Linked DNA regions of Hordeum vulgare: region 1 is linked to region 2. A link is a contact called in public Hi-C data. All regions are on one chromosome and are shown on one strand. The core of a region is the stretch at or near the end of the contact, and the rest is flanking DNA. Distances in the headings are between cores, read along the strand shown. Region 1 holds the start of LOC123444940 (50S ribosomal protein L17-like). Region 2 holds the start of LOC123444937 (ubiquitin-conjugating enzyme E2 7).

What was found. A called contact is a pair of places that touch in the nucleus more often than the background predicts.
Region 1: a contact with region 2 is called in a Hi-C map of seedling, with 2.6 times the contacts expected there. The contact joins the promoter of LOC123444940 here to the promoter of LOC123444937 in region 2. A contact is called at or near these places in 3 of 6 Hi-C or Micro-C datasets (leaf and seedling) and 1 of 1 datasets of contacts at active chromatin or transcription factors (embryo).

The regions. Positions count from the first base shown.
Region 1 is chr3H:551,129,711-551,133,126 of MorexV3_pseudomolecules_assembly, reverse strand. It overlaps LOC123444940 (50S ribosomal protein L17-like), which reads left to right and starts at 1,270. Exons shown (of 6, transcript XM_045121830.1): 1 at 1,270-1,458; 2 at 1,559-1,613; 3 at 1,706-1,756; 4 at 2,393-2,484; 5 at 3,025-3,102. The coding sequence starts at 1,403.
Region 2 is chr3H:550,956,723-550,960,166 of MorexV3_pseudomolecules_assembly, reverse strand. It overlaps LOC123444937 (ubiquitin-conjugating enzyme E2 7), which reads right to left and starts at 1,597. Exons shown (of 6, transcript XM_045121826.1): 1 at 1,309-1,597; 2 at 1,107-1,209. The coding sequence starts at 1,360.

The sequences.
Region 1 (3,416 bases), core at 21-2,520, 170 kb before region 2:
GAAGTCATATGCGACCTACAGAATCAGTATAACAAGGCTACTCGTCGTAATTTTAGCCCGGAATTTCCAGGCCGATCGGAAGTTCCGGCCCTCGTAATCGGAGTTAGGTTAACTTTTAATGTTTTAGACAGGATTTGAGTCTTTTTTTTGTACGGAAAGTCCAACCGTCTCATATATTTGTAAGAGATGTCGGCCGATTGAATAACACACAATCGAACATATCAATCTATACTAGTTTTTCATCTACGTTTTATGTCATCATTGTTTTTCTCTCTCGTTTTTCGTTGTTCTTTGAATGCGAATCCCAAGGATATAGGAACGAGCGAATCGACCTAGGGCAGTTTATAACCGTCGCACTCCTTGACGGGGTCCCTTCTAGGTGTTTGGGGTTTCAGTGGGTGCAAAAACATTCATCTATTGTCTTATATATCGCGTTGTCGGTCGGATCTTCTTTGACATGAGCTACGGTAGTCACCCCCGATGTTGAGGATGCATGCGTTTGTCTGTCAACAGTCCAGCCGGGAGGACCTGTCAGATTGTTCTCGATGTATGTTTCCGGTAGTGACGGAGCCATCGCCCACCTATCCTCGGCAGTTGTCCAGGCTCAGCTTGCAATCTCTTTCTTAAAATAATGACAAGGATGAAGAAAATTCAGCTTTTCCGTGGACAAATCACAAAATAACTTCCGACCATTAGGAGCCTTCATATGTTCTCCAGGCTATCACATTGAGCTGACTCCGCCACCGGTTTCCGGCTATCACTGGCCGAGGTTGAGGTGCAGGTTTCAGCTGTTCACGACTAGCACGAGGATCATCGATTGGACACCAACGGAGCAACACGTATCTGCTTAGAGCAAGTACAATAGAGTTGAGTGAGCTGGCTATAAAGAATAAAGTAGTATATTTTTGCTTAGTTGGAGGAGAGAAGAGGAGAGAGAAGGTAAGCGGGCTCTTAGTTAAGAGCCAACTCTAGCACGTGCTCCTAGGCACTTCGTGAGAATGAAAGGTGGGTCATATAATAAATAAGTAATACACTTTTCTAACCAACTATTATACATATTAGTTATAAGATGGATTATAGGTGATATGGCATGAGCTTACAGCCGGCAGCCGGATCTACTATTCTAGATGCTCTTATGCTGTCACGATCATCGTCGTTCCGAACATTCTTTTTAGGGAAGTTCTTTCCGACCTCTGTTGCGATTGCGTGTATCCACTGGCCGCCGCCCAATTAAGGCCCACTCAGAACTTCATTTCGGGCCTGACGGGCCAGAAAGTCGGAGGGCAGCACAAACCTAGCAGGCGTCCAGGTCCAAGTCCGAGCAGCACCGACCGAGCACCTTCTCAAACCCCTCAACCCTCGCCGCCGCCGCGCCGGCCGCTCAGCCCCCGCCGCCGACGCCATGGGCAAGTTCCGCAAGCTCGGGCGCCACGCCGCGCACCGCGTGTCCATGCTCAGGTATCTCGTGCTGATCTTCTCTCTCCGCTCGCCGCTGTGATGAATATGCGCTGCGTCGCCGTGCGGCTGATTTTCCTTCCGGATTCGTGTGCTTCGGCAGGACGATGGTGTCGCAGCTGGTGAAGCACGAGCGCATCGAGACCACCGTCGCCAAGGTACGTCTGTCGATTGCTTTGCCGTGGATGTTTGCCGCACCGGAATCTGGGTGGCTGATGTAGTGACCTTTTCTGGGTGGTTGGTGTTTCAGGCGAAGGAGGTGCGGCGCAAGGCGGATCAGATGGTGCAGCTCGGCAAAGATGTAAACTCAACGCCATATCCCTAGTGCCCAACGTTTTTTCACCTGAAAACATGTGATTTCCATTGTTCTATGGAGCTGTCTGTCTGCAACCATGGTGTAGTCAACTGCACACAAAGCTCAGAACTAGTTAATGAGTGGGAAAAGTAATTAATTGGTTCTGTTCAGCTGTATTAGCATTCGGTTCATTTGCAGTCACTTAGGATCGGACCTTATAACTTTCTGTTGTGTCATCATGAGGCTTACATGTCATTTTCAAGCAGAATGAAATGTTGTCTATTTTTTAGCATAGTGCCTATCAATCTTTCCCTGCTAAAAAATCGTTATATTGTAGAGCCAAAGAGCTGCTCTATACATCAGGAGTCCTAATTATCATATTTTTGTTGGTAAAACATAAGTTCCTGATGCTTTTGTATGTTCTGTTCTTGAAACTATCTCCTTCCATATGCGACTTCAAGCGTCTTGTTATCTACCCAAGATGTTGCGTTGATTTCGTAGTCTTATCTTCAGGTTTCAAATACTGAAACTCATGTGCTCTTGTTATCTGATCAAGATGTTTGCATTGATTTAGTTAACTACTACATCCAGGCTGAGTGGCTGACAATGCAGAACCTCATGTCGTATTGATAAATCATGTAGGGTACACTGGATGCAGCAAGACGTGCTTCTGCTTTTGTTCGTGGAGATGATGTTGTCCATAAGCTATTCACAGAGCTGGCCTACCGCTATAAGTATGTCTTTTTAGCTAGCCATGAATCAGCTTATCTAATACAACTGGAAATCTCTTTGATTCAGGGGCTGTTTGGATGGCAGCCCAAGGCCGCCCTTCCAAAATATTGGTCGTTGACCAGCTGGTTGGCGTGTGTTTGGTTCACAGCCAAGTTTTCGTATCTCAGCCAATTATTTGGTCATCCCGTGGGATTTTGCAGCAGCATGCGGGCGAGTTCCCGGCGGCAATTTCCTTCGCCAAAATTTTGGCACGCCTTCGCTTTGGCAGGGCTAGCTTGGGCACCATCCAAACAGCCCTTTACTTTTCGACCTTGCTAAGCTCCTGCATACTTAGGATTACTATTTTTCTCATAGCAAAGTAACCTTGCTAGACAATGGAGAGGTCTGTAGGAAGGGATATGTCGTAAATGTCCTCATATCTGTAGGAGCCATGTATTTTTGGAACAAAAAAACTAGAATATTGTTTATTTCGAAACAGATGATAATATCATTTTCAAGCTGAACCTACTGATTTTTTATTTTTTATATGTTTTATATCCTAGAGATCGAGCAGGCGGATATACAAGACTTTTGCGAACTAGGATACGAATAGGTGATGCTGCACCAATGGCATACATTGAGTAAGTTTCTTTGTTCATATATCCTAACATTTCCACAGCGTGATAATAGCTACTCTCTGTTACTCACCTTTTATTTCTGTTTGACTTTGCCTTTGTGTTTGCTTGATGTCGAAGGTCTGACTGGTTGAGAACAAAAATATTTTCATGGCATGCTTTGTTTTAATGAAATAAGGCGCTGCCAGGAATGTTTCCAAATCCATGGATCATCATCAACAACAACAACAATAAAGCTTTTACTCCCAAACAAGTTGGGATAGGCTAGAGCTGAAACCCATAAGGTCTTGCAACCAACTCATGGTTCCAAATCCATGAAT
Region 2 (3,444 bases), core at 348-2,847:
AAATAACCAATATTATCTTGGTAATTTTGATGTGTAGCAGTTTTTTTTTAGAAAGCCACCCGCATCAGCAGCTGGATTCCGCCACCTCCACAAGGGACACAAATTTCGATTGTGTAAACATTGCCAGACACATGAAGGAAGAGAAGAAACCAACAAAGAAACCCAAATTGCTGCTTGGTACACTTGAAACAAATGGCATGGAGTACAAGTGATGGTCTAAAGGTTGACATGCTCTCTTTCCAACCCAAACCTATCTCTATGAATGAGAGCACAGGTTTTGAACCGAAGAGGGGTGTTCGGCGGTGCATATGCACATTGAACTCCCTGATCCACACTATTATCACTTACAAGTACCAGCAGGTGCTACTTAAAATCAGTAAGTATCTACACAACTCTGGCCTAAAAAACGTATGCATTAAGTAATAGCAAGAATCAATTTACCTCACTTGGATGTGTTTACTTTCAACTTAAATTTTTATCAGAGAGGGAATTTTATGATTGCTATGAAAAATCCCCTCATGCAACAAATCACCTGATGAAATTAGAATGGAACTCCAGGGCGTCACTAGTCACTACTACTACTTGAGAGAAGCCTCACAAACTTGCCCGGCATTTTACAGAAGCAGAGTGCTACCGAAGAAATGGAAGAAATAACCCCAAACCACGATGAACCTCACCAGCACGGAATGGGGCGAGCAACCCAATTTACCCATCTGCATATTATACTAAACTCCAACCAGATGATACATATAGCTCAACCTATTAACATGATGCAGAACACGATCCAACCCAATTTTCCTTGAATCTGCACACCGCGACGGGCAAAGGCAGCCCCAATTCCACACCACCACCAGATGTATCTGCCCAGTAAAGAGAGTTGCTTGTGCGGCTGTGCGCTCTCGCACGCACGGTGCCAATGGAACTCGGCCGGCCGTGTATTACGGGTAGGATAGCCATGCCAACACGCGAGAGACAAAGGAAAGTTCAACCCCATGCTACGCTACCTTGGGCGCTAACGAATTTAGTCAGAGACACACAAAACAGGCAGAATTCACGGCGATGCGAAATCGAGAGGCGATGCGGATCGGAGGGGAATCCGAACTCACTATAGGGTCTCCGGCGGGCCGATGATGGTGACCTGCCACTCGAAGACGTTGCTGTCGTCGACGAGCCCAGCTGAAAACCCATCGACGGGGTGCTTCGCGAGATCTGCATCGACCACGGCAAGCCAGATCAGTCGAAACCGAGCGGGGGAGAAAAGCGACGCGCGTGGGCGGGCAAATCGGGAGCCGGCGGGCGGATCCGCACCTCGGAGCTGCTTCTGGAGGAGGAGGCTCGCCTGGCTGGAGGCGGTGGCCATGGGATCGGCGGCGGCTAGGGTTTTCGCGGCGGGCGGAGGAATAATTCGCGGCCTCTCGGTAGGCGGTGACGGGGATTGATGGCCGCCGCGGGCCGCCTTATTTATAGGGAGGAGCTCGGAGAAGGGAATCGGGACCAGAGGAGAGGAGAGAGACGGGAAGGAGAAAGCGGAGAGGTTGTTGATGAGGGGCAGCAGCAGCCAGCAGAGGAGCCAATTATAGTGGGGAGAGTCCGGTGACCGCTGAAGCGCCGATGGAGATGCCAAGTCCATTTCGGGCAAAGGAGAAGGAGTTCATTTCCAGTTTTTAATCTTCACTGCATGTTTAATTTCCAAGCTCGTTCCAATACTACTCTTATTTACCTTTTTTTTTTGAGAAAAAGGCCACATGCCATGTGAAAAACGTTGACCAACCATTACAAGAACATCCTTATAAAAAAATAAAATTACATATGTATCCATTAAGAAATCGACGACGTCTTTGTCCTGCACTCGGCGGCGGCAAGCGGTGAGCGAGCTCGATGATGTCTCTACACACACGGGAGCAAGATAAGGAAAACATTGTTGACGCAACGACTGAACTTATCTGCCAAAGCCAGAAGATGCCGACAACAATGATTTGACAAAACAAATCGTTGCGTAGAAAAAAAGACAAAGAAGGTTGGACGACCACCCCAAATCCGGCCAGACAAAGTCAGTGAGACCTAACTTTATAAGCTCCCAAGTTATGTTGAAATTGTTCAAACATCGCCGACCAGAGAAAAAGTAAGAGGAGAAGACATGAAGAGTCAGCATCCACTCCGCCGGAAGACATCTTCAAAGTCCACCTACGTAACACAAAGACATGAACATACCCACCACTCTACAAGAGCAACGGTCAGACGATCCCCGCCCTAGTATAATTGTCGACAAGATTGCCGCCAACAAGATGGACCAGGAGTTGAGAAAATAAGTGTTATTCTTGATCGGCATAACGCTATCGTCGGAGAACAAAATACTAACCCTATGGGACCTAACTACAAACGTCGCAACGAATAGCCGGGATTCCCACCCCTTCTTTTCGTTAGCGGCATACAGAGAGGAGAAGTCCCGTATTTTATCACACACAATCGCATTTTATCTGTCAAAGTTAACGTTTCTATATCACTTTAGTCAAATATATAAATCTTTGACCTTTTGAAAATAATAAGAGCGGCCACCTCATGCTTCATCTCCGACGAAAGCTATCCCACATAGTGTTCCGGCTCGCGGTCATGGCGGATGTGGAGCAAAGAAGGAGGATGTGGAGCGTAAGTGTTGTGTTGAGGAATTGGTCGAGTGTGGCCGCCTTTAAATAGCGAATTCCGGTGCTGCCAAACATCCAGGTGCATCATTGTGTGATGCCTGAGTTGGTTCCTCGACCGGTTAGTCTGCTTAATGACGACATATTAACGAACGGGGATTGTAGATAGCCTTCTTGCCCCGTACAACAAAAGTCGCTCTGGCATTGAACATGCGTGAACATAAGGAATACGACAAGTGTGGCTCTCTCGGCCATCGTGCCGCTTCAGTGGTATCGTCAAGAAAGGTCGTGTCCGCTTTGGTCGACGTCATTGCAGAGCGACCTCTCTACAACGGCATGAATACGGAAACACATGCAAGTGCGAGTGAAGAATTTTAGGTGGGCTGAGGTACTCGACAGCGGACATGACAACAATCTGGACGTTCGTAAAACCCCCAACTTTATTTTTGGTTTATGAAAAAAACACGTCCACACCGTTCAGCTAAGCAGTGCAGGACCGATGGATGGCGTAAACAGAACGGATGTGGGCGACGGTTCGAGGATCAATGTTGGAGATGCCTTAGAGCATATACAATCGGACCCCTCAAATAACCCCTCATACGCCTACGGACGCGCCCGGTCAGTGACCGGATAGAAGAGAGAAGAAAAAAAGTGATCCAACCGGACCCCTCATATCACCCCCATACGTCCGGGTTGTTCGCAAATGCTCATATCCATCTCAAATATGAGAAGGATATGAGGACGCCCCGTCAGTCCGTCACATAGGACACGACTTCATCCGGACCAACTTTTTCTTTTCTTTATT